7 separate regions of the Mus musculus genome follow, and regions 2, 3, 4, 5, 6 and 7 are each linked to region 1. The links are chromatin contacts, called in public promoter capture Hi-C maps. All regions are on one chromosome and are shown on one strand. The core of a region is the stretch at or near the end of the contact, and the rest is flanking DNA. Distances in the headings are between cores, read along the strand shown.

Region 1 (3,232 bases), core at 339-2,838:
CACTGACTATTCTTCCTGGAGCTGGAAACTGAACCCAGCATTTCATGCACCTGTTCTACCGTTGAGCTACATCATAGCCCTAAGAAAATTACAGTACATTCCAAATTCTAACTAACTTCTGTCATCGTAGACTGACTTCTGTGATTAGTTTCCTATCAACAGAATTATAATAAATGTACATCAATAATAGGAAGAAATAAAACAACAAAAATGAATTAAGTCAGGGCCAGCAAGATAACTCAGCAGCAGACAAAGGGCTTGTCACCAAGCCTCATGACCTGAGTTCAATTTCTGGGACCCACATGGAAGGAGACAAGTTGTAGATTAAGACGCGGAGAAAAAAGCCAGGCGTGAGCTGGGCGTGGTGGCGCAAGCCTTTAATCCCAGCACTCGGGAGGCAGAGGCAGGTGGATTTCTGAGTTCGAGGCCAGCCTGGTCTACAAAGTGAGTTCCAGGACAGCCAGGGCTATAGAGAAACCCTGTCTCAAAAAAAACAAAACAAAAAAAAAAAAAAAAAAAAAAAAACTGCGGGAAAAAGAACAACAAAGCAAAAGCCAGCTGCAAGAAATGCCTTGGACATTTTTTTCTTGTTTTAAGACAAAATCTTACGTAGCCCAGAACCAGCTTTGAACTCTTCACCCTCTGGCCTCCTAAATGATGGGATTATAGGCATACACTACCATGTCTGACTTAATTCATTTAACTTTTAAATTACAGTTTTAAAAATGTTGTGTATAGCCGGGCATGGTGGCGCATGCCTTTGGTCCCAGCACTTGGGGGGCAGAGGCAGGCGGATTTCTGAGTTCGAGGCCAGCCTGCTCTACAGAGTGAGTTCCAGGACAGCCAGGCTATACAGAGAAACCCTGTCTCGAAAAACAAAAGAAAGAAAGAAAGGAAGAAAGGAAGGAAGAAAGAAAGAAAAATGTTGTGTATATGGGCATATGGGTGCTATGGCATGCGTGTGGAGATCATAACTTAAAAAAAAAAAAAAAGCCCATTCCTTTTTTTTTTTTTTTCCATTCTCTATTCCCTAGTTTCTACTTGACAGTCTTCAAGATAAGTACTTCGTGCTAAGGGCCAGGCCCTCACTAGCTTAGGACACTGTCCCATACTTGTATTTCCATTTACAGATGCGAGGCCGAGAACTGACTTGCCTTCGGTCACAGTGCTAGTAAACGGTAAACAGGGTTCCATCTAAGGCTTCACGCCTGGGGGCCCACGTAATTCCGGAACATCCCTCTTCCCGCACTGCTGTCCATCCTGGTTCCCTAGAGACTGAGCAGCGCCATCAAGCGCCCCGAGGCTCCCGCAAGTGAAGCGGACGACACTGCGCCCAGGGACGGCCGGCGCGAACAACACAACGGCCTCAGCCAAGGCAGGGCGGAGACGCGGGGCAGCGGCCCACCTGCTCAGAGCCGGCTCCTCGTCGCTCGGCTCTTCCACCGCGTACGGGTCATAGTCATCCTGGAGTCGGTTCATGGCGACCTGAGGACGCCTACACCGCCCCGGCGTCTGTGTACTCCGCCAGCGCCTTCCCCAAAGCTTCCCGGAGACTCCACTTCCGCCCGTACTGCGAGTCCTTCCTGTGCGCCTGCGCAAGCCGTCCAGTGACAAGGATGCAAGAGACGGGGCGTGCGGAGGGTCAATGTTAACACGTCTCTACGTTTTCTTTTCCGCTGAAAATAGCAGTTGTCTTTGTGCATTTTTCTTCTCGCCGCCGCCGCCGCCGCCACCTCCTCCTCCTCCTCCTCTTAACTTAAGCTTTATTTAGGTTTTGAAAAGGTCTCACTAACCCAGTCTAACCTGTAACCAGTTATGTAGCCCAGGCTGGCTTCGCTCTGCTTACCGTGACCTGCGGAGAGCTGAGATTACAGTTGTATATCACTATCCAGTCAGATTTATTTCTTCAAAGTTGTTATCTTAGCCCTTCTCTCATGGTTTTTATTAGGTTTATTGGCTGTGTGCAAGTAAATAATGTATAATAGACCTACTCAGAAAAACACCACGGAAAAACGATTTTTCTTTTACTAGTTAAACTTAACAAGGGTGGATCTCTTAGAATCCTGTCCTCCGCTAGCAGAAACTGAATTGAGCTAAAAAAAACTTTTTCTTTGCCCAGAGCCTGGGCAGAAGCTTAGGTTTTGAATTCCAGATTCGATTGCCCACTACCAACAAACCCCGCCCCCGCCTCACAGCCTTAGTGGGCGGAGTCGCGTTGAGGGGCCTACAGACGAGTTCCCGCGGCGTCACCACAAAGGCGTGGAATATGTAGATGAGAATTTCACGCAAAGGCTACCGGTTCTCCCTAAATAGACATTTTTTTCCGTTATTGATAATATTTACATAATATAAGCGTATATTTATGGATCAAGGTTAGAAAAGAGAATATAATGTAGAGAAGACGCATTGAGGAAGAGACCGTAGTTATAAAGTAAGTATACAATGATGGAGAGCCTGCACACGGCACTCGCAACTCATACTTACCTGGCAGGGGAGATACCATGATCACGAAGGTGGTTTTCCCAGGGCGAGGCTCATCCATTGCACTCCGGATGTGCTGACCCCTGCGATTTCCCCAAATGCGGGAAACTCGACTGCATAATTTGTGGTAGTGGGGGACTGCGTTCGCGCTCTCCCCTGGCATTTTTGTTGAAAAAATAGAAAACATTTACTTTAGCATTGCGAAAGACTTGCTTTCTACCTGGTGTTTTAGTTTTTTTTTTTTTTTTTTTTTTAAAGATTTATTTATTTATTATATATAAGTACACTGTAGCTGTCTTCAGACACTCCAGAAGAGGGCATCAGATCTCATTACGGGTGGTTGTGAGCCTGGTTGCTGGGATTTGAACTTCGGACCTTCGGAAGAGCAGTCGGGTGCTCTTACCCACTGAGCCATCTCACCAGCCCTAGGTTTATTTTTGAATGATGTGTAAGGTAATTGTCAGTTGAAATAAGTTTTACTATCTCAGTTAGCACCAACAACTTGTTTTCTTTTTTTTCTGGTGTTTTCAAGACAGGGTTTCTCTGTCCTCGAACTCACTTTGTAAAAAGGTCAGATACTAACTGTTTAGGTGAAGCAAACCCAAAAGGTGTTGTATTTGCTAAGCTTTATGTAAACATGACACTAACTTCATGAAAACTTTGAGAAGATTCATATTGGGAAGTTGGACATCTTAATCTGTACAGGATGGAAAGGCTCATTGTGGGCGGTACTACCCCTGGGCCGGCACTC
Region 2 (3,232 bases), core at 190-2,689, 3.0 Mb before region 1:
CATTCATTGCCTCAGTGCAGTGGCCCCCAGAGTCTGGCACCTTGAACAGCAGTATGAACTGGGAACTTGCTAGAAATCCAAGCTCTGGGCTGCACCCTGTCCCACAGGATCAGAAACTCTGCCTGTGTCCCTCAGTCTGATTTTACCAGGCCTTCTAGTGATTCTGATACACGGTAAAGCTTGGGAGCATTAAGGTAATCTTTTTAATGTTTATTTATTTATTCTATGTAAGTACACTGTAGCTGTCTTCAGACACTCTAGAAGAGGGAGTCAGATCTCCTTATAGATGGTTGTGAGCCACCATGTGGTTGCTGGGATTTGAACTCAGGACCTTCAGAAGAGCAGTCGGGTGCTCTTACCCGTTGAGCCATCTCACCAGCCCGCATTAAGGTAATCTTAATACATGAGGCCTGTCAGCAATTTCCTACTTCAAGAGATGGAACTTGGAAGATGGCTGCTGGCCAATGGCAATGCAAGTCATGTATCTCCAAGGGATGGGCGCCGGCCCCCCCATCCCCCCCAGCTTGGAACTAGAGAAGAGATCAGATGATTTCCAAAGCTGGGCATTCTGGGATAGTGGACAGGAAAGTAGCCTTAAACCTTTGTCTGTGTTGACTGTGTAGACAGAGAATCATACGTAAGCAATGTCTATAACCCTTCCCAATGCTAGAAATACTGCCAGCCTGCCAGCTACTACTGTGGGCAGCTCTGCGTATGTACAGTGCACTTAGTGTGACTAGGAAACTGAAACATTATTGGATTGTAATGAGTCCAGTGTAAACCTACATTGGGCAGGTGGTGGCCAAATTATCAGCCCAGCCCTGGCCCCTGCTCCTCCAGGAGACCACTCTCATGTTAGAATAGACTGGAGGCAAGCCAGGGTCTGTGATACCCCACTTTCAAGTGACACTCACCCAGAAAGAATATAATTTCCAAAATGTCTTAAAGCAGGGAGGACAAAAAAGGAGGCTCAGACTCTGCTGCTGAAGAGTGTTTAAGTTATTGTCATATTCAGTTACTAAAAATAAACAGCACATGTAGAATTATAGCTGTCATTTTAGGGAGCGAGCTGGTGACTCCATGGACCATAAAAGTCAAGAGTCAGGTTTAACTTAACTCAGGTGACAGTGCAGGGCTCGTGCTGCACCAGGGATGACCCCATCGGGATCTAACCAGGGCAGAGCGACAGGAAGAAGGAAGAGCTCGGGGAAGGAACAAGGCCGCAGCCTCACAGGGTGCCCTGTCAGCTAAGGCTTATTTTTAGCTTTGTGAGTTTTGAGCATTCTTCCTGGGGTATTTTTATCTTAGAGAGTTTCGGCAGCTTAAATTTGGAATGCATTTCATGCTGTTGCACGAGAAAAACATCTCAGTGTCATACTTTCAAAACAAAAGCCAAACTGGTGAGTCTCCGGGGGTTCCCAGGGTGCACTGCTGCTGTGGAGAGAGGCGGCCGGGCTTCCTCTCCCTCCCTATCGCATATGACCTCATTTCCATCTCCTGTCCCCACTGCATAACTATTTTATTGACAAAAACTCAGTGCAGAGAAGCAGGAAAACAAAGAGGATGGGTTGTTGTTGTTACCCATCTGTTAAGACTCAGGTTGTACACCGCCAGAGTGGCGCCCAGTGTGGACTCCGTGAGTGACCTGTAAGCAGAAGAGTAACGAAGACCCTCACTGTGAACAAAAATCCAGGCAGGCGTGTGTGTGAGACAGTTCTATCCCTGCATCTCAGTTTCATTGTGAACCTCAAAGCGTTCTTCAGACAGGGTGCTTTCAAAGCAGGCAGAAGAGTGGCAGGGGCCCGTCATTTAGGGACATCTGTTTAGAGGTACAAGCCCTTTAGACCTAGTTCACCCCCCTGTAACTTTGAAACTGGACATCTCGATAAACATCTGTCTGTAGGATGATACTGACAGTGTTGGGACATGAGTTCTAGGCCCCACCACAGCCCTGTGGGTACCAAATCCCTACCCGCTTAAGTCCCTTCTGTGCAGTGGTTGGTGTCGGCATGACACACACTGCATGGCTAACACACACTCCCTCAAACTCTAACACATCTGAGTTACTTTAGCACCTAGCACAGCGTAAACGCTGTATGAGCAGTTGTCAGCCCTAAGAAGTCATGGCAGAGGGAAAGCGTGTGTGCTCGGTACAAGCACAGTCTGTTCCAAGGACTTCGCAGAGTGCTTAGTTAGTGGATGTGGGATTCATGAATACAGAGTTCTGATCACATACCATTTTTTAATGTTATTTAACTTTGTGGTATGGAGATCAACCGTAGGGCAGGGTGCACACTGTACCCTGAGCTACACCTCCCAGCTTGCATAGCAGTTGGTAACCTGCATTTTACTTTGCAGCTTGCTAGTAATTAGACATCTACACTGTAGTTTGTTGATGGCTATAATTTACTGACATAACCCCCCCCCCCAGAGTTCCTTGGCTTACTATCCATAGTTTGCTGTTGTAATCGCTTCACCCATCTATCCCATCAGCATTCTCTCAGCCTCCTACGATATGCTTTCGAAGTAAATCAATGGATACAAAGAGAAGGCATATTCCTGAGGCTTCTGATTCTTTATTATTCCCCATACTTTGGTTTGCTTCTGTTTTTGTCTGATGTTTTGAGACAGGAACTTACTCTGTTAGCCTAGGCAGGCCTGAGTTCGTAGCCATCCTCCTGCCTCAGCTTCCCAAGATTCCAGGTATGAGCCATCAACCCCGCCTCTCCCTCTACCCTCTAGCCTGCAGCTTTTTAACCCTCACCTTCTTTTCCCTATCTTGGTTTCCAGCTGCGGCTCCCCCACTCTGGCTCCAGCAGGCATAGAGCCACCCTTGCTGCTGCCTGGCTGGGAGGCAGGGCAGGCCTTGACTGTGCAGCTGGCGGTGCTGTCTGGGGTCATCTTCTCACCGTGTATTGTGTGTTCTTGTGTTCTTTTTCAGAGTGAATTAGATGTATCCTTTTTCTGTACATTTTTCCATGGTATGTGGCAAAAAGCACACTCAGGATGTGACCATCAGGTAAGTGCCATCACGCTGGAGGGTGACTTGGCAGAATCCAGGACACTAATCTGCAACTCTGCCAAGGCTGCGCCACAGCCAGCGCTTGGGCCCCAGGACTTCCCAGCCCTCCTCTCTCAAAGATGATACTTTGTGAGGTTCCTTTTTCTTTTTCTCCAAACAAAGAACTGGGGTGGTGGTATTTAAAAATAACTGGTATGGGACTGGAGAGAT
Region 3 (3,232 bases), core at 287-2,786, 2.9 Mb before region 1:
CAGCAGTCTACTTCCTGGGCTTAATGCAAAAACCCTCAAGGCAAAACAGTTTAACACTGGAATGAATATATGCTGATTAGGTTGCTAGTTAACTAGAAACCAGAGCTGTCTTGGTCAAACACTATGAAACAAGTTTTGGATCCCAGTACTGTTATCACCAATGTCTGTGCCAAAAGGCAAAAAACATGTACAAAAAAGTTCTTTTACCAGTCAACTTCTTCCTGCAACCTCCCCCCAAACTCCACCAAAAATCGGAGCTTCAGATACGGGTCAGATCCAGTAGTTTTAAAGACCACTTTCCAATCCAATTCTTCTTCGGATTGAATTTCCCTTCTCACGAGTTTTGAATTCTCAAACTTACTCCTAAAATATGCCCAAATACAAACAGTAATTAGATATGAAATCTACCTATGCGGAAGTAAATACTGATAAGAACTTCTGGTAATCTAGGCAAATGTTCTTAAAACTTTTTTTTTTTTGGGGGGGGGGCTTGATGCTAAAGTAAATACAACTAACAGGTTACCACCCCCCCCCAGGCAGACGGACAGACAGGCAGACATTCTTTCTCCCATAGGATGGGGCAGTTAGTTTTTATGTAAAAAATTTTTTGAGAAGTAGTCTAGGCAGGCAAGTCATTACAAAAGCTTCTAGATGCCCGACCAAAGGACAGCGTTGCGTCCCACGCAATCCACCTGCCGGTGTGGGAACCTAGAGGCGGGTCGCGGTGGGCACCCATCGGCCGCGCCCGGCGGGGCTGCCCCATCGTCCTCGGCCTGATCAAGGCCGGAGCCGCGACGCTGACAGCCAACCTGGCTAAGTTAGCTACCTGCCTCCGGGCGGAGGGCGAAGTTCTAGAGAAGCAGCAAACCTGCGAGCTCAAGAGGAAGCCGCCGAGCGGCTGGGGTGCGGGTCTCCCGGAACTCGGAGGCCCAGCGGGACGTCCCCGGTCCCCGCCGGGCGGCTGAGCCTTACCAAGGACAAGGAGCGCGTAGCCGGAGCTCCGAAGCCAACAAGCCAAGCCCCGTAAGGCCCGGAGAGGGGAACAAAGGGCCCGATACGCAGAGGCGACGGCGGAAGACCGACCTCACCGCGCTGGGGTCCAGCTCCGCGCCCGCCGCTGGACTCGGCGGCCCGGATCCTCGCGCAGGCCCAGCCTGCCGACAGCGCCTAGCGCCCCCGCCTACCCTGACCGCAGGCTCTTACCCTGGCTCGCCGTACCAAACAGCTCCGGTCCAGCTCCAAGCAGGCCGCGGGCAGAGCCTGGCCCGGCCGCGGCCCTCGAGTTCCTAGGAAACCGCAGGCCGCGCAGGTCGAGCCAGGCAGGCGGCACAGGAAAAGCCGTGTCTCGTCCCTCCCCTTCCTCCGCGGGGACCCGGTGACAAGGAAGCGAGAGGCTCCCCCGAGCGGCGGCAGCCAGCGCGGGTCCCGACCCCAGCACGCGGCTCCTCAGACCCTGCGGTTCAGAGCCAGGTCCGCGCGGGGCCGTCGGCGGCAGCGGGGAGACGCCGCGTCCATCGCCAGCCGGGCGGGGGCAGGAGAAGGGTCGGCCGAGCGCCGGGCGGGGAGGCTGGTGAAGGCCGCGCCGGCGGAGGCGGAGCGAACGCCTCCCGGCCGCCCTGCCCGCGGCCACCTGGGGCGCTGCGGAGGCCGGACCCCGCGGCACGGGGCGACGACGGGGGGCGCCGGGCTCCTTCGGCGGTCGGCTACGGCTCTCCTCAGCCCGGCCTCCCGGCGCCCGAGTCGCCGCGCTGTCAATCCGCGCGCGCCGCCAGCAGCTGCTCCGCGCACGCTCCGCCCGTCTCGCCCGGCGCGAGCCGCTCCGGAGTCCTGCGGAACGGAGGCCACCGTCTCGCAGGCGCTCGGCGTGCCCGGGTCACCCCCTCCTCCGGACTTTTAAAGCCAGCGGTTTACCAGAACGCTTCCCAGCGAGCCTGGGAACTCGGCGAGCGCTGCGCAGCCGGGCGTTATCGCCTCGGCGCAGATGGGACCAGGACGGCTGCGGGAACTCGTGCCTCCTGCCTGCCCACCGTGGAGTCCCGGGAAGCAGCCAGCATCGAGGACTTCCCACACAGTTGCCTTCGGCTCGTGGTCACTTGTACTTCCGTAGTTATTCCCGTCAAACTTTTATTTCATGGGCGTTGAAAAATCAAATACTAGCCGCTGCTAGTGGAGTCCTCACGTAACCGTGACACTAGAGAACTGGAGGCTGGAGTTCAAGGTCATCCTTGGCTACAAAATGAGGTCGAGACTTGTCTGGGCTACAGGGCGGCGACGGTGGTGATGAAGAAGGAGCAGCCAAGGGAGAGAAAAAGAGGAAGAAAAAGACTCCATACTGAACTCATCCTTTGAACAACAACAACAAAATAGCAGTAGATACCTAATTTTAGGAAAGAACTGTATGCAAAGACCGAGGCTAGTAGTTTTCAACCCTGGCGGCACATTAGAGACACCCGGAAAAGTTTTCATTAGAAGAGTTTTAGATCCACAGCAAATTGAACAGAAAGTACAGAGAATAAGTTATGGCTACCCTGTTCTGTATCATGTGTTCCTGGCCAGGTAGGGCTAAGGACAGAGAGTTCCCACTGATCTCTTTGTTTATGGTTTTGCCCTTTCCAAAATATCGTTTCTAGTTGGAATTATTCACTAACACTCTTTAAGGATCCTCTGTGAGTTTTTATAGCTTGGTAGCTCATTTATTTGGTGTTGTGTTGTGTTTTGTTTTGTTTTGTTGTACTGGATTTTTTTATTTGGTTTTGTTTTTTACTTTTTGTTTTTCTTGTTGTTTTGAAGTGGGTATGCTTATGTAACCCTGGCTGGCCTAAAGTCAATATCCTCCTGCCTCAGCTTCCTGAGTATGCTAACAAGAGGGCTTCCTTCCTGAGTATGCTAACAAGTATGCTAACACCTGGCTTGGGAGCCCATTTAATTCTTACTGCTAAATAATAGTAAGTTGTTTAGATGTAACACAATGTGTTTCTTCATATACAGATGCCTGGAATCTACCTTCACAGACTATGAACGGCTCATGCAGAAATTTCCAAAGTTCCCCAACAGGAAAAATACTTTCTAACAATGTAGCTACCACAGGACTGTGGCCAGAACAAATGAAAAACTCTTCAAACCCAAGAATAAGAAAAAACCTTGCCAGGCAGTGGTGGCGCACACCTTTAATCCCAGCACTTGGGAGGCAGAGGCAGGTGGACTTCTGAGTTGAGGCCATCCTGGACTACAG
Region 4 (3,232 bases), core at 289-2,788, 2.8 Mb before region 1:
ACTATGCCCTGCTAAGCTTTTCCTATCCTACTTGTTGTAGTTTGTTTAATTGCTTTTGAGACAGGATCTCACTGTGTATTCAGGGTGGACTTGAATTCCTGATTCTTCTGCCTCAGATTCTGGAGTGCAGGCATGACAGGCAAGTATCTCCAAGTCTAGTTCTAGCTTCGCATTTTGAAGGACACAGTCCTGTAGCTCTAAGTATTTTCACAATGTGATGAAGGTTCATTACTACTCAATTTATTTAAACTATGTTTACAAGACCTTTTGTTTTGGGAACTGAACCTAGGGCTTTACTCTTGGTAGGTAAGCACGTTCTACTACTGAGCTATATCTCCTCGGAACTCGCCTTCTCTTTTAGCTTTAATTTTGAGATAGAGTTTCACTAAACTGCCCAGGTTGGACTTGAACTCGGGATGTAGGTTGGTCAGTTGCTGTGTGTGCGTGTGTGTATGTGTGTGTGTGATGGCTCCACCTTATTTTCTGTGACATTCTCACTGACTGGCTGGCTGGCTGGCTGGGTGGCTGCCTCATGAACTCTGTGGCTCTGCCTGCTTTTGCCTCTCCCTCTACCGCAGCACTGGGGTTACAGGTACACACGGGCCGCTCAGCTTTTGAGGTCATGCTTGCATGGCAGGAACTTCACCACCGAGCCATCTTCTCACATCCTGTGCTAGACTTTGTTCAAAAGACAAATTTTAACTAGAAATAAAACACACCTACACACATATTTATCTTTTATATGTAATAGTTACATATAATATAGTTACATGATGGAGAAAGCTATAGATCTTCATAAGAAATAGTGTTTATACAAGAACAAACAAAACTCATTATGAGAAGGTCTCCAGGGAAACATTTTCTGATAAGGTGAGACCAGAGTTAACTTTGAAGGAAGAAAACATTAAAAAGCTAGATCAGTGCACTGTTTGCTGGAGAAGCTGGACACAGTGGTGAACACCTGTGATCCTAGCATCCCTATGGCAAGATGGGAGGCGAGTCACCTGGAAGCTTGCAGATCAGAGACCCACATGGAGCACCACAGTGACAGGAGCAAGAGCGAGGCTGCCGCCAAACAAAGTAGCAAGAACCGACTCCCGAAACACTCTTCTCCAACACACACACACACACACACACACACACACACACACACACACACACACACACACACGGTGGCAGAGTGGGCCTACCTGACCCAGAATTAGGTGGCTTATGCTCACAGAAAGTATGCCCACTGCAAACAACAGGATCAGCAGGGAGCCTCTGGCAGGCAGTGGAGTTAGCAGCACCCAGAGAACCCTAGGAGCTAGATGAAAGAACTGAATGGATTTGGTCCCAAACAGGACAGGGCATCCTCATGACAAATTTGTCATATGGAGTCAGAACTGTCCACCAGATACTGCACACTGAAAATGTACAAGTACTACTACTTGATTTAAAATACTGTCAGCTTGATGGTCAGGGCACACTCTCGCATGCTCCAAGCCTGGGCTCCACGCCTAGACCTGGAGTAAGAAGGCAGTCACAGGAAGCGCATTCACCATCACATCTGCTGTTTGTGGCTTTCACTTTCACCTCTTGGTGAAACAAATTATATTAGACTGCAAGACTAATCTTACAGGATTATAAAAAGTACTCAAATGAGAAAATGAATAGCAACTAGGTCAGTCCCCTTCTTCTAGGACAGTGGCTGGCAACCTGGAGGCCATGGCCCCACTGTGGACTGTATATCAGGTATTTACATTATGATTCACAGCAGTAGCAAGTCAGTTATGAAGTAGCAAGGAAGCAGTTCTACGGCTGGGGTCACCCAACCGAGGAAGTGACTGAGAGGCACGGCTCTAGGTCCTACGCACAGCACAGCATACCTTCAGGAGAGCACACTGCAGGAAGCTCACACAGCACAGCATACCTTCAGGAGAGCACACTGCAGGAAGCTCACACAGCACAGCATACCTTCAGGAGTGCACACTGCAGGAAGCTCACACAGCACAGCATACCTTCAGGAGAGCACACTGCAGGAAGCTCAGCAAGGATGGCCAGGGCAGCCGCCACCAGTCTACTTCCCTCCTCCAACAGGGTCTTCGGCTTTGAAGCCTTTCCTCCTGGGCTACCTGCCAGCTTAGGGTTCAGTTCTGGGAGCTGTCTAACGAGGATGCAGACACAGAGTTCCAGGGTTGCAAAGACCAAAGACTTCCCAGGTACGAGTCCTCCTGTGTCCTTCCCTTCACCAAACTCTGGCAGGGTTTCCTTCTCAGAGGCTCCATCATCAACTGAAACACAGAGGGAACAGTGCTTAAGAAATACTTGCTGCTTGCTTGGCTCCAAGTAGGTGGCAATTCCAGACAATGCATTTAGTGGCTAAGTCCTAGGTGTGAAAAGCTTAAGGAAAAAGCAGCTCTGAAGTTAAAGTTGTTTTTACTATGAGTTCTCATTACAGTGGGTTAAAAATAAAATTCTTGTAATCTTTTCAGCCTTAAAATAGTGCCCGATCAAACTCATCTCTGTGCTGTTATAAGTGAGAATCTGACAGCAGCAGCTCCAACAGCGACTCTGTCATCTTACAGACTGGCAGCGGCTGGGCACAAGGATCAGACTAGACTCTGCCCACCGGCCCCCACATACTGCCCACTTCTGCCCGTTTGCTCTTTAGGTCTGTATTGCCGTCTGCCCTAGTTTCAGCAGTATCCAGATTGTGTGGTTACCCCGAGTAACACTTGTGAAGACAATGACACTGCGCTGCGTTGTGTGGCTGCGGCTGCGCCTAGGGGAACAGCGCTTGCCCACTGCATACAGAGTGTATGACTCTCAGAACTGGAATGAGAAGAGATGCTATGTCACTGAGTTAATATTTACCTTCTGCACTACGTCTTTTTTCCTTCACATGTTCTTGGGCGGCACAGATAATCTGCCTGACCACTTCAAGTGAAGCCAGTTGAATGGCTGGTGACTCTCTGGTCAAAATTACTCGGTGTAGTACATTTAGCAATTCAATACCCAAGTCCTGTCAGAAAACATGAAGTGGACACTATTGGAAATTACATTTGTTTATGTCAGTTCATGTGTGTGTGTGTAAAAATAACAAGGTTAAATGTAATGATAAAAGCTCAAAAAGACAGAATTGAATAAATTCTCTTTTTAAAAACAAGTATATTGCCAGAACAATAAAGGAATATATCAGTACTTCTCTGCTTTGAAGCAGTCTTGTCTGCCTGGCCTAAACTTGCCAAGG
Region 5 (3,232 bases), core at 391-2,890, 2.7 Mb before region 1:
CAAAAAAACGTGGACGGGGCAGGCACTTCTAACTGCACCGCTGTGGCGGGCAGAAAGACTGCTAGGGCTTTCTCTAGGTTTAGGGAGAAGACCCTGCTCCAAAAAAGCAGAAAGTGAGAGCAGGGCAGACAGTCCTGGGTGCAAGCACCTTCGAATACATGTGCATATTACTACCTCCCCACCCCCTCCCCCGTTATTTGGGAACTCTGTATTTTCCTGCTACTAACATCAAACGCTAATATAATTAAAGAACAAGTAAAGGTAACCTAATCAAGGATCCATAAAGAGTACCAAAGGTTAAGTCAGGAGTTTATTCTTGACCTACAGCTATCTATGTAAAGTAAGTGCATTCCACAGCACAACCAATCCGCTCTCCAATATTCTCCCGCCCCTATCTTAGTAAAACTGCCTCCTTGCTCTCTGGTGTTCGTTTTTTTTTTTTTTTTTTTTGAAAGTGAGTTAGCTGATGTGGCTCTCTCTACCTAAGCCTAGGTTGGCTGGGAACGCTCCCCTTTTCTGCCTCAACATCCTAAATACTAGAACTACAGATGTGCAACGTTAAGCCTGGCTTTATTCGTTTTTGGATGCTTATCTAAAATCTCATTCTTTGCCTCTGTGTATTAGTGCACCCCTTAAATTCCAACACTCTGAAGGCAGAGGCAGGTTTGAGACCGTCTCAAATAAATAATCAAACCTCATCCTCAGACATTGTCTCTAAGATGTTTGCGAAATAAAACCAGGCAACCTTGCATTAGGGTTAACTTAAGTTAATCTCCCAGCATTGTTTTTCAAAGTCCTGAACTGTTATAGGGCTTTTTTTTTTTTTTACTTCCTTAAACTTCTCCTTATCTCTAAGCTCTTTAGTTCCTTTAGGGTGACTAGCATTCTTATAAACCACGCACAACCCAAAAGACTACAAACCATCTAATTTGTCTGACCTGAGAGTTCAAATTCCCTTAACTTGTCAGAGGTACACGTTACGGTTACTAAGTTCCATTAGGTGCTTTACGAAGTTTCTAACGATTTGCAAACGATTTGCAATCATTTGAGATGATCTCTTTCTTGCTGGCGTGAAATAAGCAAATAAAGGAAAATAAAAAACAAACGTTTCCACCGACTCCGCAAACGCCCCTGGCGAAGGCTTTCCTTCTTAAGAAGACCTGGAAACTTCTGGCAACGTCCACTCTCTGCTGCTGGGGGCCGACCTGGAGGTGCAGGGCGGGTCCCCAGCCGCGGGGCAGGCGACCGGGTCCCCGACTTTCCCCTCCCGCGTCCCAGCCCCGCAGCTGCCGACCCCGCCTACCTGTTGGGCTGAGGAGGAAACCCGCCACGCCGCAGTCAGCCCCCGTGTCCCGTCTGTGCCTGCAGCCGGGACCCCGTCCCCCTCGGCTCCGTCCCACCGGGCCGGGTCCTCAGCCTCCGCACCGCGCCCACCCGGGACCCGCGCCACCCGGCTCCAGCCGCTCCCGCCCAGTCCCTAAGCACGCCGCCCCCAGCTTCCTCTCCGGATCTCCCGGCTTGCCTGCAGAGACGCCCTGAGCTCACACCCGTCCCGGCTGTGCCACGTTCCCGGCTCCGCGACAGCACAGCGGCACCCGGCTCCCCGCGGGCGAATGCGGAGCTGGGAGGGCGGGCGGGGCTGACAGCGCGGCGGGAGCGGCCATTGGGAGGGCCCGGCCCCTCCCGCGCCCAGGCTGGCCAGCCGCCCGCCGAGCCAGGGAGCGCACACTGTGGCAGGCGTGACTACTCCACCGCCGAGAGAGCGATGGGAGCTCCTGAGGCAGAAGTCACTTCTAGGACAGCGTGCTGTCCTCCAGTCCGGAGATTCCGGCCACAACTATTTTTGTCTATTTTTGTCGCCAGTCAGAATCTACACTTGCGGCTTAAAAGGCAGACACTTCAGGAGCCTGGAAATATTCAGGCAGGGCCGGAGCTGAAGGAGGATATGATGGAATCTTACCCGAGGAAGGGACTCTAAAGAACTTTTAACAGGAACCTAACTGTAAAAGGACTATGTGAAGATTCCACGCGGAGTCCGTGGCTCTGAGTCAGATGTGTTTTTCCACTATAATCAGGATTTTGAGTGTAACTTTTTTCCCTTGTTTTGAAACAAGCTTACAAGAAGGTTGCAATCGTAGTTCAAAAACATTATTCCCCGAACGGTTTTGAGATTTAAGTTGCTAATATTATGTCACAGTGTTCCTAAGCAGTTTACACATAGTCATAATAACTGCAATAGCGATATTCTTTATGCAATACACTCGGTTTCTTGGTTGTCTCAATCATGTTCCTTGTAAGGAAAGGCCTTCAGTTCCGAAATAAGTGTTCTTTCTAGTTGCAATGCATATCTTCAATCTGGAATACTTCCTTAGTCTTTGACATTTACAACCTTGACAACTTTGAAGACTATTGGCTCACTGTTTTTATAGAAAGGCTTTCATTCTGATTCTGTCTGATATTTATTCATGATTAGATTTAAACTAGATATCTTTGAGGACTCTCACAAGTGATTCCATGTTCATATGTGTCGGTGTTTGCTCTTCAAAAAGCTCCTTTTTCCATCTTTGTAATTAATATGTATTTTCTGAAGCTATTTTGTTTCAGGGTACCTGTGAATAACCTTGTTTAGAAATTCATAATTTATATTACTGGATATAGAATTGTTCCACTTCATTAAGTTGATTATAGTGTTCTTCCATTATTTATCTATTTACTTTTTACAACTTTTTGTGTGTGGGCCTACACATATGTGTGCCACATGCATGCAGTGCCCATGGAGGCCAGAAGAGGGCATCAGAGTTATAGGCAGTTGTGAGGTCCCTGATGTGGGTGCTAGGAACTGAACTGGGGTCCTCTGCAAGAGCAATGAGTGTCCTTTTCTTTTCTTTGTGTTGCATCCTGTACAGCTTGGTCCTAGAAACCTGACTGGGGCAAGAAGAAAGGGCAAACACAGGCACAGAAAAGTTGGGTTAAGGTGGGCCCTGCACATTTTAATGGAGTGGCATCAACTATGAAATAACCCACTGGAACCTCAGAACATGAGGCTAGTAGTCTTGATAAGAGGTATCTGTAGTGAGCTGCAGTTGCTGGGTTTTTGCACACTTTGGTCAATCATTAGTAAACCCTTGACCCAGAAGAGGGCTTTGCCACTCCCATGGGTCTGAGGCCTTGGGTCCTTGACATAGCCATGCCTTAGTCGACAATACACATTCTCTCAGGGCTTATCTCAGTT
Region 6 (3,232 bases), core at 498-2,997, 2.7 Mb before region 1:
TTTGGTTCCGTTGCTCATGAGCAGTTCTTTCTTTGCTCCTTTACTTGTTCCACATCATAATGAGTTTCAGCATCCCACTCTCATGCCCCGCTCGCTGGGAGAGGGGAGAAAACACATACCCATTTTGGGGAGAAGGTCTGTGTCAGCTCCCTTGAAGAAACACACATAGATCACCAATCCTCTCCGAATCTGTGAGAAATGACCACAGGAATCTCAGGTTAGGAAGGAGTCTACAGAGACACAGCTCAGTGGGAAGCGCTCCACAGTGTCTACAAGCACTTGGGTTAAAAGCTAAGGAAATAAGGAGAGTCTTGAATTCTAAATAAATTATGAGAAACAAAATAATCCTTGCCAAGTCTTAAGCACCATGCTTATTTACAGTCAAAAGGGGTGAAGATTACAAACCATGCCTGCATTTATTTCTACTGAGCCAGCAGTTTTCAGACAGCCTCCCCCAAATTCTGCCAGGCCCACAGAAAGTTACAGGCTGATTTATTCAACATCAAATGATCCTCCTTTTCCCACATGGGGCTGTTGAATAAGCAACAGTGTTAGTAGTGTCCTCTGATGTTACTTTGTATTTTCCCCTAAGTCATTTAAACAGAGTGGTATTTCTACATGGGGTCTTGTCTTATTTTTACAAATTCCAGGAACTGTTCAGTTGCTTTTTCTGTTACCGTGGTCAATGCCTGAAGAAAACCCAATGATTGGGCTTTGAAAATTACATTTATGATAAGTTCTGTAGGAAAAGGTTGGTTGTTATCAGGAATATACACCTTCTCATTTTACATAATGACTTGAATATTTGTTTACTAGTTCCTGTAAGACAGTCTACAAGAAAATAAACAAGTGATAAATGACTTCGTTGCTACCACTGAGGGAATCGATTGTATGTTAATTTCCTTGGCTCACTTGATTCAGAAGCCACCACAAAGATTAAATGAATTAATAACTGCAAACTGCTTAAAACAGCGCTGAGCTCACAGTAAATACAACCCAGGTGTTTATCAAATGCTACATAAAAATAAATGGGAAGGCAGACACACAGTTATATTTCATGCTTTAACTTCCAAAGCTTTATACATGTTTGAGACTCAATTTAACTGTTAGCGACATTACGTTCAGCTATATCTTTCTGGTTCTAATGGTTTTCTGTGTAAATATAGCTAGCTCTGCACTCATACTTGAATTACCTGGGAAAAGATTTTTGTTTAACTATGTGCACTTGTGTGTCTGTGTACAACGGCAGGTGTCTGTCCCGCCTAGAGGAGGCCATCAGATCCGACCGAGCTGGAGTTACAGGTGGTGGTGAGCAGCCCCGCATTGCGGGATAATGGAATCTAAGGATCTACTGGCGGTGAGATTCCCTGAAAATTCTGAGAAGCGAGATGGCTCACGCTGTTACCTCAACACTTAATATACTAAGGCAGAAAGATCATCCGCAGGCTGAGAGCTGCAGAGCGAACCAGTGGGGCACAGGCCACCACCAGACGCCAAGTCCAAAGAGACAGCTAGGCAGCCCACTAAAGTGGGCAGACGGAAAGGGACAAGCTCTTCATCTCACGAAAGATGACAGGAAGACCGGCACGGTTCCGCGGATAGGGCCGGGCGTTACCTCCACCCACTGCGCCGCGGCGTCTCCATCGGCCGGGCGCACTTGCAGGCGAGCGTGCAGGCACTGCTGCAGGAGCGCACGAGCCTGGGCCACACGACCACCGTCCGCCATGGCGCGGGTCCGCACTGCGCATGCTCGGGTAGGCGCCTCCCACTGCTCGTGGCCCCACCTAAGTGGGCGGGGCCTCCGCCTGGCTCTCCGGAGTCCCGGATGTGGAATTGACCAGCTTTGGAGCTTTGAAGCTTCAGTCTCTTGGAGGGTTTTTGTTTAGAGATCTCTGTCTCTCCTTCTCTCCCTCCTTCTTTAACCTAATCTCATCCTCGAATGCCTCGTTTTTAGTTTTGTTTTTGGAGGTAGGGTCTCATAGAGTCGGGGTTGGTCGCAATAACCACATAGCTGAGGCTGACCTTGAACTGAACTCCTTCTCCCAATTGCAGGAATTACATGTGTGCCCGCCCACAGCCCCACCCCACCCCATCCTGCTCTGCTACCTGCTTCATAGCTTTTGAAGAAATATTTTTCATTTCAGAAAGCTTAGGTTTCCAGGTATTGGAAAGAATGTAAGTCAGAGTTAAATCCATTCTATATTTATTATAAAGACATAACTAGAATGAGATCAATTGATCTCAAAGCAGGCAGAGAGGGAACTTAACCTGTGGGTGGGGGACAGATGCAACTATAGAAGGGAGCACCTAAGATGTGGGACCCCGATTTAGAGCATTTCTCCCTGGAAGGTAAAGCCCCTGGGACGTTCCCCAAGCTTGTTTTCCCTGATCTCTAAAAATACAGCCAGAAAGAAGCTCTTTGTTCACTATAGCCAGCAAAAAGCCTTTTTGTTTCTATACTTTACAACCAGAGATGCCTGCCTTCCTGTGCCGAGGACACGGGAGATAAAAATTCAGAAAGAACTCACTCCTCACTCCTGCCTTGTAAATTTCACCAAGGACACCTGGAAGAGAAGAACTCTCCTCCCAACTCCTTCCAACTCCTCCCAACTCTTCTCAACTCCTCCCAACTCTTCTCAACTCCTCCCAACTCTCCTCCCAACTCCTCCCAATTCCTCAGCTAGCTGTTAAAAGCCCCCTACTGTCACTGCTCAGGGTCAAACTCCCCTGCCCTGCATGGCAGAGGGACTTTGTCCTCAGCTAACTGATAATAAAACCTCTTGCAGTTTGCATCAGGTGTGGTTTTCTCTCGGGTCACTGGGGTGCTGGCCAGCTCATCCCGGGACTTGAGTGGCGGCCCAGCTTCGGTGTCTTACAAAGACTATTGGGAAACACAGAGATTTACATTTTATTTATAACAGTAGCAAAATTACAGTGATAAAGTAGCAATGAAAATCATTTTATAGCTGGGCAGTGGTGGCACACACCTTTGATCCCAGCACTCCAGAGGCAGAGGCAGGCGGATTTCTGAGTTCGAGACCAGTCTGGTCTACAGAGTGAGTTCCAGGACAGCCAGGGATATACAGAGAAACCCTGTCTCAACCCCCTCCCCCCCCCAAAAAAAGGTCATTTTATGGTTGGGGGTTATGACAACCTGAGGAACTGGGTTGCAGCTTTAGCAAAGCTTAGAAACACTGAATTAAAAGTTAGAAATCTTTCAAAATATATCTTG
Region 7 (3,232 bases), core at 252-2,751, 2.5 Mb after region 1:
CCCTTGCTATCTTAATCTCTGGAACACTACTGTATACTGAAAGTACACAATTTTTCATTTTATGGGGGCTCATTTTTTTCTTTTTTGTTTTTTTGAGACAGTTTCTCTGTAGCCCTGGCTGTCCTGGAACTCACTTTGTAGACCAGGCTGGCCTTGAGCCCAGAAATCCGCCTGCCTCTGCCTCCCAAGTGCTGGATTAAAGGTGTGTGCCACCACTGCCCTGCTAGGGCTCATTGTTTAGAAGTTAGTGTGGCCTCTTTTTTGGAAACTTTTGCTATGTATCCCAGGCTGTCCTGGAATTCACGTTCACTCTTCAAAGGTTCAGAATTACAGATGTGTACCACCATAATCATATTTTTTTAGTGGTGGTTTGTTTACATAAAAATATGATTCAACTCCGACTAATGTAAAGTAATAAATAAAATTTAAAAATGCATTTAAAGCCTGAATCTGTCACAAGTCACTAGTACTAGTCATTAGTTACATAAATAATGAAACTTTTTCTTTTTAGTATTATGCTCTATTTATTCCAAATAATTTCCATCTGGTCATCTCATCCTTTTTTTCCATGCTTCATTCCTCCTGTCACCTACTTTGTGGAGTATGTGGCACTTCTGAAAGGTGAACCTTTGCTAGAGGAAATGGGTCACTGCTTTTTGGTTATAGAGCCCAGCTCCATTTTCTATTCTCTTGTTTTTTGACTGGATGGCTAGCCACTTTGCCATCCTGCCTTTATTAGCATGGTGGACACGGATCTCGTATTGCTATAAGCCAAAATAAAGTCTTTCACGAACTTTGTCTATTAATTCAGAAAATAAATATAATTTTCTGCTGTGGGTGTAAAAAATTACTATTATTACTGTTACCCCAGCATCCAGAAGACTACTTGGCATGTAGTATGCCCTCAATAAATAGATAAGTTAGAGTGACTTCAATAGCTCAACACTAAATTACCAGAGCATCAGTGGCTAGGGTGGGGTGCAGGAGTTCTAGATTAGATAGGGCAGCATAGGGACACTACTTCTCTTTCTTTAAAAGGAGAAAAATATTCGAATATTATCAGCTATATCATCTAATAGAATTCCACATTACTCCTATACTTCGCTTTAAAAATATCCCTGGCGTTCAGCCCTTTCTTTTAAGTTCTGCGATTGAACATTCTGAGTACACCCTTTCTAGTCCTGAAGTCAAAATGTCACCAGCCTTAAAGCTTTTCTGAAACCATTGGCCGATGTCTAAGTCTCACTCTGGCTCACTTCGCAGGACCTTTCCTTCTGTCCCCGCAAAGCACTGCGCACAGAAGGAAACCACTGCCCAGTGAAGATACTCCATGGGATGAGCCCGAGAACCACACATTTCCCCAGTTAGCGCGCACTGGTTGTCAGCTCCTCCCACAGAACGCGACCTCGAGGTCGCCTTCCTTTCCAGCAGCCCGGAACCATCCTTGAGCCCTCCAGCTCGCCGGAAGCCCCGCCCCGTCCCGCCCCGCCCCGCGGCAGCCAGCGGACTCGCGCATGCTCGCTGCGCGCAGCCTCGTCCCCGCGTGCTCTCGCGCGCTTCCTCTCGCCCGCTCTGCTCTTTTTGGTTACTCAGGGGCACGCGCAGCGTTTCGCGCGACGATTGGCTGCCTCGGTGGCGGCGCCACAGGACCGGGCAACTACGCGAGCGGAGTGGGCGCTTAAGGATCCCGCGGCTCCTCAGGTAACGGCGTGGACCGGGAGCGGCTGGGGGAGGGGGGAGAACCTCAGGGTGGCCTGCAGCCCGCCCGGGACTTCCGGCCGCGGCCCCTGGAGGTGCAGGAGCGCTGCGTGGCCCGCGTCGCGGCGTCCTCAGGTGACAACACCGCTCCTTCTCCAGGTTTCGGCCTCATGGCGTCATAGTCTTTCAAAAGTTAAGAAGGGACGAACAATGACTCGGAAGTGTGGGCTGTTTTTCCTCTAAGCTTTGACGAGTTAGGGTTTCAGTCCTGGCGGGACCGCGGATCCACTCTGTGCTTTTGCGGGACACTTGAGCGATTCACAGTTCTCACCCTTCAAAGTGCGAGCAAAAACCCCAGTGTAGTTCAGTATGCCCGGCGCCTACATTAGTAAGATGCAGCTGCAAACTCTGCCTTCACTACATTCAAGATTTGGCTTTTCTTTTTTTTCTTTTTCTTTTTGGTTTTTTTTTCGAGACAGGGTTTCTTTGTATAGCCCTGGCTGTCCTGGAGCTCACTTTGTAGACCAGGCTGGCCTCGAACTCAGAAATCCGCCTGCCTCTGCCTCCCGAGTGCTGGGATTAAAGGTGTGCGCCACCATCGCCCGGCCAAGAGCTGGCTTTTCTAACTGGAGGATGACACCACCCAGTGGTATTGGTGAAGTACTTGAAGTTGGACACTACAAGATAGAAGAATAGACTAGGTTTCTAAGAGAATAGGCCTTTGGAAGGGCTCCTTGAGCGTTTTGATGTCCGTTAATTCCCGATGGTGGTAGACAGCTAAAGAAGGACAGTTTTAACCTGTCTCACGAGTTACCTCACTTTGCAAAGTTTCGTATTGCCATCTGGAATGAACCTCACATCAAAGGACAGTTAGTTACATAATCATTACATAGGCTATCATCCCGTACCTCAATGTGCCTCAAACTAGAGTGACTTGAGAGGAGGGTAGTTAAAGGAGGAATTGCCTCCATCAGATTGGGAACATTTTCTTGATTAATGATTGATATGAGAGGGCCCAGATCACTGGGTTTTTTCAGCCCCAGGCAGGTTGGACCGCAGTTGTTAAGGAAGCAAACCAAGCATGCTATGGAGAGCAAGCCAGTAAGCAAGGTTACTCCCTGGTCTCTGCTTCAGTTCCTGTTTCCAGGTTCCAGCCTTGAGCTCTTTGCCTTGTTGCCCTGGATGGCGATGGATGCTGACCCTCCACTATGTTTGTTTTTGGTCATGGTAGTCTTGTCAAATTGAAAGAAACCAACCTAGATCCAATCCTATGAAAATAATATAGCAATATATATATGTATATACTTTAAAGATTTATGTATGTGAATAAACTGTTGCTCTCTTTAGACACACCATAAGAGGGCATCAGATCCTATTACAAATGGTTGTGAGCTACCATGTAGTTGTTAGGAATTGAACTCAGGACTTCTGGAAGAGTCAGTGCGTTTAACCACTGAGCCATCTCTACAGCCCAAGCAATATATTTATTTAATGGAGGCAAAGTTTGTAAAAGTGAGATAATATGAATTATTTC

The links. Promoter capture Hi-C pulls out the DNA fragments that hold promoters and counts their contacts. Capture Hi-C pulls out chosen DNA fragments and counts their contacts.
Region 2: a contact with region 1 is called in a promoter capture Hi-C map of liver, with 5 times the contacts expected there. The contact joins the enhancer-like site here to the promoter of Eapp in region 1. A contact is called at or near these places in 6 of 39 promoter capture datasets (the 3T3-L1 cell line, the C10 cell line, cranial neural crest and 2 more) and 1 of 9 other capture datasets (adipose tissue).
Region 3: a contact with region 1 is called in a promoter capture Hi-C map of liver, with 13 times the contacts expected there. The contact joins the promoter of Hectd1 here to the promoter of Eapp in region 1. A contact is called at or near these places in 12 of 39 promoter capture datasets (the 3T3-L1 cell line, the C10 cell line, cranial neural crest and 7 more), 1 of 484 Hi-C or Micro-C datasets (B cells), 5 of 115 datasets of contacts at active chromatin or transcription factors (astrocytes, cardiomyocytes, embryonic forebrain and 2 more) and 2 of 9 other capture datasets (adipose tissue and liver).
Region 4: a contact with region 1 is called in a promoter capture Hi-C map of pre-B cells, with 4 times the contacts expected there. The contact joins the enhancer-like site here to the promoter of Eapp in region 1. A contact is called at or near these places in 6 of 39 promoter capture datasets (the 3T3-L1 cell line, the C10 cell line, cranial neural crest and 3 more) and 2 of 115 datasets of contacts at active chromatin or transcription factors (cardiomyocytes and effector CD8 T cells).
Region 5: a contact with region 1 is called in a promoter capture Hi-C map of adipose tissue, with 5 times the contacts expected there. The contact joins the promoter of Heatr5a here to the promoter of Eapp in region 1. A contact is called at or near these places in 8 of 39 promoter capture datasets (the 3T3-L1 cell line, the C10 cell line, cranial neural crest and 4 more), 3 of 115 datasets of contacts at active chromatin or transcription factors (astrocytes, cardiomyocytes and large pre-B cells) and 2 of 9 other capture datasets (adipose tissue and liver).
Region 6: a promoter capture Hi-C map of pre-B cells shows a contact between it and region 1. The contact joins the promoter of Dtd2 here to the promoter of Eapp in region 1. A contact is called at or near these places in 5 of 39 promoter capture datasets (the C10 cell line, HPC-7-derived erythroid cells, cranial neural crest and 2 more), 1 of 484 Hi-C or Micro-C datasets (pre-B cells) and 1 of 9 other capture datasets (adipose tissue).
Region 7: a promoter capture Hi-C map of liver shows a contact between it and region 1, with 4 times the contacts expected there. The contact joins the promoter of Prps1l3 here to the promoter of Eapp in region 1. A contact is called at or near these places in 4 of 39 promoter capture datasets (the C10 cell line, liver and pre-B cells).

Annotation. Positions count from the first base shown.
Region 1 is chr12:54,694,306-54,697,537 of GRCm38.p6, forward strand. It overlaps Eapp (E2F-associated phosphoprotein), which reads right to left and starts at 1,589. Exons shown (of 6, transcript NM_025456.4): 1 at 1,406-1,589. The coding sequence starts at 1,479. Gm22513 (a small nuclear RNA gene) reads left to right here and starts at 2,477; the gene lies at 2,477-2,640.
Region 2 is chr12:51,727,947-51,731,178 of GRCm38.p6, forward strand. It overlaps Ap4s1 (adaptor-related protein complex AP-4, sigma 1), which reads left to right. Exons shown (of 6, transcript NM_021710.4): 5 at 2,942-2,953. Among named protein-coding and RNA genes, the nearest start is that of Strn3, 38 kb to the left of the region's middle. Within about 2 kb of position 1,440, at least 81 of the 459 cell types and tissues checked have an H3K27ac peak or open chromatin away from gene starts, as enhancers often do. A contact at or near this core is called in adipose tissue and liver, where this site is marked.
Region 3 is chr12:51,828,000-51,831,231 of GRCm38.p6, forward strand. Hectd1 (HECT domain E3 ubiquitin protein ligase 1) reads right to left here and starts at 1,537. Exons shown (of 43, transcript NM_144788.2): 1 at 1,204-1,537. Gm5785 reads left to right here and starts at 186. Exons shown (of 4, transcript XM_011244243.2): 1 at 186-269; 2 at 856-1,230; 3 at 1,291-2,556; 4 at 2,989-3,232. The coding sequence starts at 186. The coding sequence ends at 2,142.
Region 4 is chr12:51,885,998-51,889,229 of GRCm38.p6, forward strand. It overlaps Heatr5a (HEAT repeat containing 5A), which reads right to left. Exons shown (of 36, transcript NM_177171.4): 31 at 2,857-3,004; 32 at 2,001-2,273. Among named protein-coding and RNA genes, the nearest start is that of Gm34894, 36 kb to the left of the region's middle. Within about 2 kb of position 1,539, at least 99 of the 459 cell types and tissues checked have an H3K27ac peak or open chromatin away from gene starts, as enhancers often do. A contact at or near this core is called in effector CD8 T cells and pre-B cells, where this site is marked.
Region 5 is chr12:51,969,681-51,972,912 of GRCm38.p6, forward strand. It overlaps Heatr5a (HEAT repeat containing 5A), which reads right to left and starts at 1,641. Exons shown (of 36, transcript NM_177171.4): 1 at 1,523-1,641.
Region 6 is chr12:52,004,760-52,007,991 of GRCm38.p6, forward strand. Dtd2 (D-tyrosyl-tRNA deacylase 2) reads right to left here and starts at 1,748. Exons shown (of 3, transcript NM_029545.3): 1 at 1,616-1,748; 2 at 120-189. The coding sequence starts at 1,726.
Region 7 is chr12:57,228,911-57,232,142 of GRCm38.p6, forward strand. It overlaps Prps1l3 (phosphoribosyl pyrophosphate synthetase 1-like 3), which reads left to right and starts at 1,502. Exons shown (of 2, transcript NM_001037746.3): 1 at 1,502-1,701. Mipol1 (mirror-image polydactyly 1) reads left to right here and starts at 1,515. Exons shown (of 10, transcript NM_001164370.1): 1 at 1,515-1,701.